3 separate regions of the Sus scrofa genome follow, and regions 2 and 3 are each linked to region 1. A link is a contact called in public HiChIP or PLAC-seq data. All regions are on one chromosome and are shown on one strand. The core of a region is the stretch at or near the end of the contact, and the rest is flanking DNA. Distances in the headings are between cores, read along the strand shown. Region 1 has its middle 33 kb from the start of JUN. Region 2 overlaps FGGY (FGGY carbohydrate kinase domain-containing protein). Region 3 overlaps LOC102165506 (a long non-coding RNA gene).

Region 1 (4,453 bases), core at 565-3,064:
CAGTTTCCTACTTGTGAAATGGAAAGCAGTTCTCTCATACCGTAATTGTAGGATTAAATGAGGTAATACACGCAACGTGCTTAAGACAGTGTTGGCAAATAATAAGAGTTGCAAACATAACCACTTGTGGACTTGCCAGATGCTGGGGATCTGTCCTCACCCCCACCCTGTGATGTAAAGTATAATGAAGCTCCCTTTTCCAGGTGGGGGAACTGAAGAAAGCACATCTGGCCAGGTCATCAGTTCTGAATTGGCCTGAGATTCCCACTCAGGCCTGCTAACGGTAATAGCAAAAGAGCATTTAATAAGTTTTTTAAATATTCTAGGCCTTTATGGATAGGCACACATTTACTTCTCACAGCAATTATATGAGGTAAGAGTCACTAACCTCCATTTGACAGATACAGAAACTGAGAGTGAGAGAGCTTAAGCAACAAATATTAGGGTCAGATTTAAAGCCAAACCTAAGAACTCCAAGGTCCCCCCACGCGCAAGGAGAGGGCAGCCAGTCCCACGGGTCTGGGCAGGCTGGCCAGAGGTCCCAGTGCATCTTCCTTGCCCGAGCCTAGACGAGTGGGTTTGGGCGGGGTCTCCCTTGTCGCAGACGCAGACGGGTCCAGCAGGTGGGACAGGAGCAGGGCTGTGGTTTGCTGTGCTGGCAGCTTGCACCGAGTGAGGGGCAGAACCTTCAAGAGTCGCTGGCACCTGACTCCTCCCGCCTGCTCGCCCAGCGGGAATCCGGGCTGTGGCTCCGCCTGCGCCTGGGCTCTGGACCAGCCGCCCTCCCGCGCGTCCCTTTTGCTTTTACCCCAGCCGCGCTGATTCCCTGCAATTACTCAGAATCGCGCCCACTTGGTTGGCTTGGTGACAAAATCAGCAGTGGCTGTCGGAGGACACCTATTTACAAACAGGACCCCCCGCCCTCAGCAGAAAGCACCCCAGGCCGAAAGCCTGGGTGTCTTGGTTCTCCTCCCGCTTTGGCCCCGGGGAGAGTGGTTTCGGGCCTCAGTTTGCCCATCTGTGTAATTGACGTTAATGTTTCTGCACAGTCAAGCGAAAGATGTACGTTGTGAAAACAGCCTGAAATTTCTTTGAAGTTTCCTACTTTCAGCTACCACAATTCTGAAAGTTATATTCTTCTCCATCATTGTCAGTCTTAATTTTTTTTTAATTTAAAAAGGAGTGAAATTGTCACCCAGGAAATATAGTCTGTGATTTATCCTGTGGTTCTTGATCCCCTGTTTGAGACACCAGTGGAAGCTCTGGAAGGCCCTTTCAACTCCCTTTCATCTGTTAATCTGATTAGTTGTGGTTATTGTTTTATTCTTGCCCATTAAGACTTTTGCGATCTCACTGATGTCCAATAGGGTGGGGAAAAGGCTGGCTTTTGCAACCAGTTATGTTCGGTTAGAATTTCTCGGTCTGCCATTTTTTGCCTATGGGACCTCGTCTAAGCCATTTACACTTGCTAAACCTCAGTTTCTCGATTATAAACTGGGGAGAACACTCGCAGAGTTGCAGGGAGGATTAGGGATGATGTTTATCAAGGGCCTGCTGAGTGACCCATGAAGGACGGTGCTAACGGGTGGGAACTCGGACGGCTTAAGCCTGGATTTCTTCACCCTGCTCCTTCTGGTGCTCCCCCCACCCCCATCCCCCCAGCACCCGGCCGGGGCGTGGCCAGCTCCCAGCCTCCCCAGGCCCGCCTGCAGCGGATGGCATCGGTCCTGCCTCCCGCACTGGCGGCTCCGGGGGCGGGACCCGCGGCAACCTGCGGCGGAAGGCTGGGCTTTATTTACGCAAAAGCCGCGGGTGGAAGCTGGCCTTGTATGGACGAAATACTGGCTGGCCGGGAACGTCGCCTGGGGAGGCAGTAAGAACCAGCCCTCGCCCGATAGGAATCTGTGAATAAATACATAACCTAACTCAAAGAATGCGTTGAAATCCCCCCCACCCCAGCCCCAGGATCACGGAAACACGACCCAAGGGGGCCTTGGGAATCCTTCCACACGCCCCATCCTATCTGATAGTTTGACTGAGTGAGGCTCAAATGATTCTCGAGTTATTATCAAGCTAGGGAGCCTGCCACCCAGTTGCCGCCGTCCTAGGGTCGTCTGGGGAGCGACTTCGGGGCTGGGAGTGAGATCTGGGTCTGAAACAAAGAAGGGAAAGGGAACCCCCTTTATGGGCACCTACTCGTGTGCTAGGCATTGTTCCTATGTGATTTCATTGACTCCTCACACCAGGCTTTGAGAGAATTTATTCCCATTTTTCATCTAGCGAAACTCTGGATCCGATAGGTAGGCGAAGTCACTTGCCCTTGAACACAGAAGCCGGTAGATGGAACAGCTGGATTCAAATACAATTCTGTCCAGTGTTCTTTCTACCCAACAGTTCCGTGCCCCTCGGGGTGGGGGTGGGGGGCCGCAGGGGTAAAGCGCAAAAGAGGCGGTTGCGACCTCAGGACAGCCGCACAATGACCCAGCTACCCAGCTGTTTCTGGGCGCCGCCCCTTGCCGGGTTTTCCTTCCCCTACCCACAGGACGTCCAAAGCCTCTATCTTCCAGTTCCACCTGTCAGCTGATTCGCTGCCACCCCGCCCGCTCGCCTGATTTGGCAGCCGGAAGTCTCACGCCCGCCCGTGACCGCTGACCTAGAGCCTCTAGTCTTATCATTGCCAAAGCCAACGTCGCCCTGGAGGTCAGACAGGTGCGCCCAGGGCGCGCATTTCTCTGGCCTCCGCCCTAGTCACGGGGCTGCATCCGGTCCGGGAGCAACAGAAACTGGTCCAGCCGCCCCTTTCCCGGCAGGGCCCCGCCCACGCCCACCCCGCGGAGACCCAGAACAGGTTTCTTCACTTTCCCTGGCCCAGTTGCTGCCGGGGGCGAGGAAGGGAAGCTGGTTGCTCAATGTGGCTGCCTATTGTTCTGGTTCTCATGAGACTTGTGGACGAGCCATCAGTCAGGTAGATTCAACTCAAGCCACCCAGCATGCACAGTGACTTGTGCACCAAGCTATAGCCAACAAACCCTTAGGATTCATCATGTGACACTTAGACCCGTGCTCTGGGCACTGGCCAGCCAGCATCAGGTTCCAAGAAGGTGAGCAGAATGGGTCAATCACCCAGTCCTTTGGGTCCATCTAGCAGTGAGTGGGTGTGGGAGGCCATTGTCAGGAGTGGCTTGGGGGTGGTACACACTAACCTGTCATTGGCCCTCCATCAGTATGTGCCCAGTGACCCTCAGGGACTGTCCCAGAAGCCTCGGCTCCTTTGCTTTAGATCTCATGACCAAGAGGAAAGCTTGGGCAGAAAATCCCCACAAAGGACAGAATTTATACGCACATATTTACCGAATGCCAGGCCTTGGGGAGATCACCATGACCCAGACACAGAGCTCACCTCACCAGTCCCCGCCTAAGGAAGAATCAGACAGTTAACAAGTCTCTCTCTCTCTTTTTTTTTTTTTTTTTTTTGTCTTTTTAGGGCCGCACCTGCAGCACGTGGATATTCCCAGGCTAGGGGTTGAACTGGAGTTGCAGCTGCCAGCCTGCATCACAGCCACAGCAGCACCAGATCCCAGCCACATCTGCAACCTAAACCACAGCTCACGGCAATGCTCGATCCTTAGCCCACTGAGCAAGGCCAGGGATCGAACCCGAGTCCTAGTGGATACTAGTCGGGTTCGAGACCTCTGAGCCCAACGGAAACTCCCGGTAACAGATCATTTTAATATGGGGGCAAGGAACCATTTCCTGGAGTACCTTTGGGAGAAGACACTGAGTAGATTAGGGGTGGAGTCAGGAGACATTAGGAAAGACTATCTCAGCCTTCCAACACTACCCTTTTCCTGCTTCCTTCCACCTTTCTGCACATATTTCTGGAATACCCAAATCATGCTAAGCGCTCAAGGAGCTACTGGTTGGTCTCAAGGGACAGCAGGTGATGGTATCACAGAACAGCCATCATCTGGCCAAAGCCACGGAATGATTTGCCCCTGAGTGATTTACATAATTTCCCTGAACTCTGCTTTCTTTGTCTGTAGAATAGGGATAACGATAATACTGGCTTCATAGAACAAGGCCTGGCCCATGGTAAGTACTATTGAGCGGAATCTATTGCATTCCTTTGTGGTTCACATACTTCTTCTTTGTGGTTCACATACTTCTTCCAATCCTCATGACAACCACCCACCACCACCCCCAATGTGGTTGGCGGTGCAGGTAACTTCATACCCATTTTACAGATGAAGAAGCTGACTTGGACAAATTAATAGGATGGCTCATGTCTGGTACATTTTCAAGACCAGGAGGAGGGGCCTCCTGAAATAGGGGAGGTATTCTGACCTTCACCTGCCCTCCCTGAAACCCCAGATGACTGGTTAAGACTGAACTGTCTGGGGAACTTCCTTTGACCTAGATCCAGTCGGCTGTACTCGAACACCAGCCAGAAAAT
Region 2 (4,453 bases), core at 1,440-3,939, 510 kb before region 1:
TTGGGGCCACACCCACGGCATATGCAAGTTCCCAGGCTAGGGATCAAATCCGAGCTACAGCTGCCGGCTGTGCCACAGCCACAGAAATGCCAGATCCAAGCCTCATCTATAACATACACCACAGCTCACGGCAACACCAGATCCTTAACCCACTAAGCAAGGCCAGGGATCAAACCAGTATCCCCATGGATACTAGTCAGGTTTATTACTGCTGAGCTACAAGGGGAACTCCTCCATGACCCGATTTCAATTATGCCCTCCCCAAGAGGCTGGAACAACAAGGAATGTATCATAAGAACAAGGGTAACTTTGGGAACCTAAAGGCAACAAGGCAGAAGTTTCAAAAGAGACATAGTTCAGTATCTGCTAGTGGGTGGCACATAGCAGGCACTCAATAAATATGTGTTGGACAACTGGACAAACTGCTCAGTTTTACCTTCCAACCTCCCCCGTATGAGGGGTGCTTCAGAGGTGACAAAGGGTTTCCACATGTCTTACCTCCTTAGAACAATACAAAAGTTATTACATCAATTTTACAGATGTACTACTGGCCTTTATCTACATTTGCCCTCCAGTTCTATGAGTTCTTCCTATTTTCCCCTTTCCTATCACTGCTATCTGAACACAGACACCTACGTACATCAAAGAAGCTGAGTATTAACCCAGAAGCAGGGTCCCATTGAAACAAGAGTAACATCAAAAGGGGTTAGACGGAAAAGACAGTGTTAAGCCCATTCTCTGTCACTGTTGTTATTTGTTTTAAATTCCTAAGCATTTGGGTGAGACCTTACATCTAGAAAGGGCTAAACTTTCCTTTGAACACTTGTACATCTTAAGGTTGGACAAAGCAGCACTTAACGTTGACTACAGATGCCTGACACAGCTCTGAACTAGCAGTATCTCCATACACAAATAGGTCCCAATCAGCAAATGGCAGCCTTTGAAACTATGAGTCAAACAACTAGTATGTCTTCTGGGTAGTCCCCCAAATCGCTTTCCATGTGCTTTGTGGTTTCGGTGATCAGTTCTCAGGGAGAAAAGCCTCATTCTAAAGACTCCAGAAATCCAAGGCCAATGAGAAATAAACCACGAAACCAATGCAGCAACAACCAGTGCCTCCAGCCAAGGCCAAGCTGTCCTCCTCAACTCCGAAAACAACTGCTTCTGTTAGATCTTGTGTACGGCCACTAAAGACCCTGCAGAATGAGAGCTTTCAGCCTGGAGCCTTGCGGACAGCCGCTGCCGCGGACAATGGAACCCGGGCAGAATATCTCGAAGAGAACTGCAGGCCTCCTGCCAGAAAGAGACACGCTGGGGGCAGGAGGTGCAAGGCAGCCAGGCAGCGTCATCTTTTCTTGAGACAACGCTGGCTTCACTGAGCCGAGGCGCGACCTCCCCACAGGATGAGAAACTTGCGAGGAGTGTTTCCCTAAAAGGATGCACAGGGTCTCTGGGGAGAAGACAGCAGCAGTGTGTACCCTCTGCCTTCCCCACAAAAGCAAAGTCTGAAGCTTGGCCAGCAGAGGGAAGTGGGGGAAGAGTCTGCCTGGACGAGTGGGACTTTTTCCAGGAGCCTGACCCCTTACTTGGAGATGCTGACACTACCTACGAGGTTCCCATGCTGTTCTGAAGTTGAGCTCCATGATTCACAAGTGCTTAGTCATCACATGCTAGATTGGCAAAGGGCCTATGAGCCCCCGTGGATGGATTTTTAATCCAGGGCCATGGGAAAATCTCTCCATCTCTCCCTCGCCCCAGAGAGGACAACCACAGCCAAGGGTCTCGATGTTACTGAATTAATCTACCCTTGGAACCACTGGGCTTGCATCAGACACGGTGATTCTCTTCGTAGGTCCTTCCACAGCTTACAAGAGTGCCCCCGCACACCTCCTCTCCTTGGATTCTCAGGGCGGCGGTGGGGGACAGGTGCCTACAAAGGATGTAGAAACTTAGGTTTGAACGACAAGGTCATAGCCCAGGGCTTCCTGCTCTAAGGTGACAGTTCCTTTGCCCAGGCCACAGTCACCACCCGAAGGCTCCCAGATCTAGCAGAGCTGTGGGTTTTGGCCTTTTGGAAGCATCGTGATGGAAGCTTTTACCATTCTTTACAGAGAGAAAAACAAAAAACCAAAACAAAACAAAGAAAAGCCCTCCCCAACATATTTTTAATTTTTTTTTTCCTAATATTAGAGCTCTCACTTTCAATCCGGGGCAACTCACTTAAATTCTAAGACCTTGATAACAACCTCCGGGCACAAATGGTGCACAGGTTACAGGAAACACAGAGCATGTCCCCAGCGCATGCCAATGTCAGGCACACCTCACTGTGTAAGCACTGAATCGGATTCAAATGAGGAGCAGAGCTCTCTGTGCTGAAGGAGCAAAGTCTATGTCCCAGTTACCAAGCAACTAACAAAAACTAGTCTTTTCAAGAAAGAAGAAAGAAAAAAAAAAAGAGAGAGGGAGAGAAATCAGCAGTGATTGGGGTGTGTGACTTGGCAATAGAGGCTCCCGCATTCCAATAACAATCCTTTGAGCTAAGCGATCCCTCAGGCTTGAAAGCAACCAAAGAGAACAACTCTTTTTTTATAAAATCATCTATTACTTCATAAAACCACAGCCTTTCTTGGGAGGTGGCTACCACTCAAAACACACACAGCTGCAGGGCTCAGCAGAGGGCGGAGATGGAGTAATAGATCCAAGATTCAGGGCCAGGCAGCAGCCAGCCCACCAGGCTGGGGCACAGAGCTGGAACCCTCTTCCATGCCTTCTCACTGTCCTGTCCAGGGAGGGGGTGAGGTCTCCGCTGGCTTCCAGATCCCAAGGGAACCTGGAGGGGGGTGTTGGGGTGAGGAGTGGAAGATGAAGCAGACACTGCAAAGTATGTTGGGAGACGCCAGGCTCTAGGAACAGCATGAGAAAGAAGGGGCTGGCCAATTAAAAAAGGCTCATCTAAGTGTTTTGCTATGACTTGCAAAGGGAAGCTATTGGGCTCCCTGCTGTGTGCAGTGAATGAAACTCTCCTCCCACTAAGTGATCCTGCCAGAACATCCCAAATACTCACGATGTTGTTTTCCAGCACAACTACCCAACAAAAAGCAAAACTTGATCCTCACGCCACCCAGGACTGTGAATCAGGGCACAGGCTGATAACCCGGAGAGGAAAGATGTTTCAGGAAGAAACTCAATCCTTAAGCTCACTCTTTGGGGAAAAGAAAAAAAAAAATGCTGAAAAACATGTTCATAATCCCCAACCCGAAAATTCCCAGAATGAATGAAACAATTGTGTTTCAAACTCTCATACACAGAGAAAGAGACCAAACGCTGGAGATACTTCAGTCAGACAGATATGCTGAGAGCTTTGTGCTACCAGAGGCATCGCACAAAGGTGACATCTCTTTGCTTAAAGTGGTCCTGCAGTTCTTCGTGGCCCAGAATCACATTTTATCTGCTTGACATGGCTCACAGGACACTTGACAACCTAGCTCCAACTTGGCCACGACTTTTATGAATTCTTCTGGGCTCACTGCCCCCTCTCTTAGCCACTCCCCACCCTGATCTCACCTCATTTCATTCCCTTCCCCAAACACACTGTACTTCTTCATATTTTCCTGCCCCTGTTGAGGTCTCTACTGAGACTGTTTTCCCATCTTCTCTCATGATCAAACATCTACCTTTGATTCAAATGCAGCTCAAATGTCACCCTTACCCCCCATCTCTTGCTGTGTCCTAGCTATATATTCACACACTTAAATCCATCTCAAAAAGACAAATTCCTGTAGGGCAAAAGCCAGCTAACGCGTGGGGAAAAAAAAAAAGTTTCAGGAGGTACAAAGAAATTTAAAGTCAGACACTTCTATGATGAAATTACAACAACGCTGGAGAAAGACGTGTGCAAAGGAAACGGTAATTAATAAGATGATGTATGACAATAATGTAATGAGCCTGATAGCAAGGTTTGGTGAGTCAGCCTCATAACTTTATCATAATATTTTGTGTGTGTGGCCATATATCTGCCTCTAATGAGTAATCACAGAGTTCAGAAGAGGAAGGGGCTTTGAGGCCAGGGTGACTAAAAAAGACTTCATGGGGGGAGAGATTTGAGCTGAAGTCTAAAGGTCCAGCAGAATAAATGCTTATGCTACTGCTGAGAACAACTTCCAAGAAACACAACTCTGAAATGCTAAGGTAGATCACCCCCCTGAGAGGAGGACTGAACTTCACAGAATTTATTTGCAAAAAGAAATAATTCCATTTTGTGTGTGTGTGTGTGTGTGTGTGTGTGTGTGTGTTTCCCCATTTCTGGCTGCCCCGTGGCATATGGAGCTCCCGGGCCGTGGATCAGATCCAAGCCACAGTCACAACCTAAGCAGCAGATGTGGCAATGCTGGATCCTTAACCCACTGTGCTGGACTGGGGATCAAACCCGAATCTCAGCGTTCCGAAGACGCCG
Region 3 (4,453 bases), core at 557-3,056, 270 kb before region 1:
CTTTAAAATGCCACAGCTTGTAGGTTTTTTAGCATTTATGCTTCTAAAATTATTACAGCTTAAAACTGTACTATGATTTTGCAGACACTCTGTAATATCGTATAATAATATAAATTTATTTTTGGAGCCACTCGAGAGTAGATTGCATATATCATCATGCTGCATACATCACACCTTTGAGGACTTTAGTGTATACGACCTAAGAATGAGGATGTTTTCTTTTTGTTGTTGTTGTTGTGCTTTGCTTTATTGCATTTAGCAGATATTACATTTTTACAGATTGGTTTGTGGCAATCTTGCACTGCCAGGGTTCGTGTTTTTTAACAATAAAGTATTTTTTTTTCTTTTTGGGGCCACACCTGTGGCATATGGAAGTTCCCAGGCTGGGAGTCGAATCAGAGCTGCAGCTGCTGGCCTATGCCACAGCCACAGCAATGCCAGATCCAAGCCACATCTGTGGCCTACACTGCAGCTTATTGCAACACCAGATCCTTAACCCACTAAGCAAGGCCAGGGATCAAACCTGCAGAGGATATTTTCTTAATATAACCTCAGTGCAGTTGCAGGAACTTTAACATTAATAGAATAATTTAGATACAGTCTATGATCCAGTTTTTTTTTTCAATTAGACCAATAATGTCTTTTATAGAAGGTGTTTTTGTTTTTTTTTTTTTTCGCTCCAGTAACTGGAGTAATTCCTGGTATGTTTATTTCTATTTGTATTCAGCTTTACATTTTCCTTGTTGATTTAATTTTATTTTTTGAATATTTAAAACGTGAACATGCTTCCAAAGTCAAAGCTCTCCTAAAAAGTAGACTCAGGGATGTTCTTTCTCACGGTCCTTTCAATCTCCCTCCCTCAAGCCCTGGTAGGTAACCACCTTGACTGCTGCCTGCTTTATCATTCCCGTATTTCTTTTTGCAAAAGTCAGCAGAAAGATACGTTTATGTTTCCTTACTTCTGATTCTCTCTCACACAAAGTGTATGCTTTTGCACCATATGTACCCTTTCACACTTTGCTTTGTTCTCCTGGAGGTCACCCCATATTCATTCCCAGAGATATACCTCGCTCTTTTTCACACGTGCATATTTGTGATAGATTATCAAACACAAATTACTTGCTGCTCCTCTCAGCAAAAGGTGGAGTCTGTTTCCTCTGCCCTTGAATTTGGGATGGCCTTGTAAGTTGCTCTGAGCAATAACAGGGGGCAGAAATGCTGCGCATCTATTTTTGTGTTTTCAGGTGTGTTTTATAGTTTTCCTCATCTAGTTTCTGAACATTTCTTGTCAAAAACTATGTTGTTTTTAAGAAGTTACTTCATCCTTCCACATCTTGGATTTCTCAACCATAAAAAAGAGGATTATTAGAGCTTTCTTGAAGAGTTATTGTGAAAAGTAAATTGAAAATAATTGCTGTGTAAATCTGAGTTTTCTAACTCCTTCCCTTGAAGCTCCTGCTTGCTCTTGAGGAGAGGGGGGAGGGGAATAATTTATCACACATGTCTGTCTAGCAAGGACATTGTCTAGGTCGGTCAATAAGTCAATCAATATTGCGTGTACCAGGGGCTTCAATAGTTGCTGGGGAAATAACCATAAGAAAAATCAAACATGATTCCTACTCTCAAAGACATTCTGGTTAATGAACATTTACCATTAATCCTATGAGATTTTATAATGCAAACCCAATTAGCAAGTGTGACCTTGCTATCCAAGAGATTCTAAAATTGCATCACATAGGGAAGTAGAGGTTTTGTGCTCTTCGAATCCAGATTCCAGTTTGAGTCATCATGCAAGCAGATATTGCCTAAAACAAGAGAGAATCGGAGCTGGAAGGAACACGTGGAGGAGGGAGCTGAGGGACAGAGGGTCATGATGAGACCAGGATCACACAATTAATGAGTGACTGAGCTGGGACTGGAGACTTGGTATCCAGGCTCCCAGGCTGGGGTATTTTCCAACACACACCCACTGCCATTCTATTTTCCATCTGCATCTCTTGTCACCACCACGTACGTATCAGGGTTTCAGCTGTCTGCACTGTTGTCCAGGGAACATTGGCCAGGAATGAACAGCACGTTTCTAAGTTTCTAAGAAAGACCTGCTATCACTAGAGGCATTATGTCATGAGGCGTCAACTCACTCCACAAAGAAGGCGATTTAACAAATCTACATTGATATAGAGTTAGAAAGTGGATCGAATAAGATAAAAACAGAATTACTTTAGTATAGCACCATTTAGCATCAGACGCAATAATTTACTGTCTGTGTGACATTGACCAGGTTGTTCAAGCTTCCTGAGTTCTGCTTTTTCTCCCCTTTAAAACAAGCATGTACTTTGTGGGGTCTGTGGAAGAGACCAATTCTACTTTGGGTTTTCTCCTTCCTCTGTTGTAACAGAGCTTTTTGTTCTTAGCTGGGCAAACAGCTGTCTGGACCCAAGACCATAGTTGCTCTCTTTTCATTGTAGCAAGGCACAGCCATGTGAGTAAATGGTGCCTAGTAGAATACCAGGAAAAATGGTATGTCCGAATTCCAGAAAATATCCTAAAGGGAATGGCTTTCTTCTACTTTGTTTCCTTTGGTTGAAATATAGAGTGAAAACTTAAGCTAGGGGAGCTATGGGGGACCAAGAGGTAACCTTGGGAATGATGGCCACACCCAATGAAGCAAAGGATAGAAGGAGTCTGGGCCAGTATGAGACCCAACCATTCCTGAATAGCTTACTGATGTGTTGACCTAAGATTTCTTTCTATTGTTTTTAAGCCACTGCTATTTGGGGGCCTAGGATGTCTCAGGTAGCGATGGGAAGAAGCCCCATCCAGAGTAACTCCTTGGAGTTCCCGTTGTCGTTCAGTGGAAACGAATCCGACTAGGAACCATGAGGTTGCGGGTTCGATCCTTGGCCTTACTCAGTAGGTTAGGGATCCGGCATTGCCGTGAGCTATGGTGTAGGTCGCAGATGCAGCTTGGATCCTGTGTTGCTGTGGCTCTGGCATAGGCCGGCGGCTGCAGCTCTGATTAGACCCCTACCCTGGGAACCTCCATATGTCGAGGGAGCGGCCCTAGAACAGTAACTCTTTGCCATAATGAATAGTTTCTGTTTTTGCCTGCCTGGCTTCCGCTTCTGCCACTTTTAAAGATTGCATCTCAAGCTTTCTTTGAGGGATGACCCCTCCCCCAGCCTTAGTGGAATTGTGAATTAAGTTGCATCATCTTCCCTAAGCTAAACCAGTTGGCCTTTGAATTTGAATGGAATTTGAATCTTGGTCAGTGTAACCCAAGCACCAAGAGTGCCGAGAGTGGACACATCCTGAAAGTGGGTGGTGAGGAAGGTTCTTTTTCACTAAAGAACATCAATTAAGAAATGTAGCAGGAAAGTTCAGCATAGAAAATCACCATTTTTTCAACCACCATAATACTGGATTCAAACAAGAATCATCACTGGATATTAAAACCATTAGGTGAAAAAAATGGGAAAAAGGATAGTCATAGCCTCAAACCACCAGTCTATAAGCTACTTATCAACTACAAAGCTGTCTTCACAGTGGAGAAATTGGGTGGGCACCACTTGGCCACATGATCAAAGAGGGTGTCACCAATGATGGGACATCCTGTGGCCCCTGATGTGAGACCCTGAGAAGGGCTCAACCTCATCCGTATGGTACTCATGACAAAACTGATCAAACTGGATCTAGTTAAGAAGAAATAATCTGATAAATCCAAACTGAGGGACATTCTGCACAACAACTAGCCAGGACTCTTCCGATTTTTCGCTAGCATGAAAGTCTTAAAAAAACAACCAAAAATAAATTAAAAACTGGGGACTCATTCTAGACAAAAGGAGAGTCTAACAAGACCTGGTAGTTAAAATGTGTGATCTTTGATTGGATCCTGGGCATGACTGTATATTATATTATATGTATTATGACTGTATATTGTATCATAAAAGTGGGCTGAATGAAAATTGTGGTTATATAGGAGAATATTCCCACTTTCTTGTTCTTAGGAGATCCAGGTCGAAATATTTGGGGACAAACTATCATGATGTCTCCAACTAATATTCAAATGGTTCAACAACAAAAAAATTAAAATGGATAAATACATAGCAAGAGACAGAGAGGGAGGTGGGGAGGGAGGGAGAGGTAGAGAGAAAGTAAATATTGCCCAATGTGGACACTTGGTGGGGCTGCTAGAAGGGCATATGCTCATTGTATTATTCTTGTAACATTTCTGTAAATTTCAAATTTTCCAAAAAGATGGGGGAAAAGCGTCTCTTCCTTTTTCTACCCTTAGAGTGAAATATACAAATCTTCAAAGCAATGCTTCCTCCTGTCACAGGCCCTGGGCCCTTTATGCCAAAGAATCCCATAGGCCAGGGGAGTGACACTGTGGTTGTTAGCACAGAACCACAGAGGCTTTCCACTGTGAGGACACTCAAGGTTGCGTCTATGA

Evidence for each region. HiChIP or PLAC-seq counts read pairs in DNA pulled down with a chosen protein or histone mark.
Region 2: an H3K27ac HiChIP or PLAC-seq map of skeletal muscle shows a contact between it and region 1, with 5 times the contacts expected there. The contact joins two enhancer-like sites. A contact is called at or near these places in 2 of 2 datasets of contacts at active chromatin or transcription factors (alveolar macrophages and skeletal muscle).
Region 3: an H3K27ac HiChIP or PLAC-seq map of alveolar macrophages shows a contact between it and region 1. The contact joins two enhancer-like sites. A contact is called at or near these places in 2 of 2 datasets of contacts at active chromatin or transcription factors (alveolar macrophages and skeletal muscle).

What each region holds. Positions count from the first base shown.
Region 1 is chr6:153,650,892-153,655,344 of Sscrofa11.1, forward strand. No RefSeq gene overlaps it. Among named protein-coding and RNA genes, the nearest start is that of JUN, 33 kb to the right of the region's middle. Within about 2 kb of position 1,815, at least 50 of the 83 cell types and tissues checked have an H3K27ac peak or open chromatin away from gene starts, as enhancers often do. A contact at or near this core is called in alveolar macrophages and skeletal muscle, where this site is marked.
Region 2 is chr6:153,142,937-153,147,389 of Sscrofa11.1, forward strand. The region is part of intron 4 of FGGY (FGGY carbohydrate kinase domain-containing protein); the gene reads right to left. Among named protein-coding and RNA genes, the nearest start is that of FGGY, 68 kb to the right of the region's middle. Within about 2 kb of position 2,690, at least 31 of the 83 cell types and tissues checked have an H3K27ac peak or open chromatin away from gene starts, as enhancers often do. A contact at or near this core is called in alveolar macrophages and skeletal muscle, where this site is marked.
Region 3 is chr6:153,381,070-153,385,522 of Sscrofa11.1, forward strand. All of the region lies in intron 3 of LOC102165506 (a long non-coding RNA gene), which reads left to right. Among named protein-coding and RNA genes, the nearest start is that of FGGY, 170 kb to the left of the region's middle. Within about 2 kb of position 1,807, at least 3 of the 83 cell types and tissues checked have an H3K27ac peak or open chromatin away from gene starts, as enhancers often do. A contact at or near this core is called in alveolar macrophages, where this site is marked.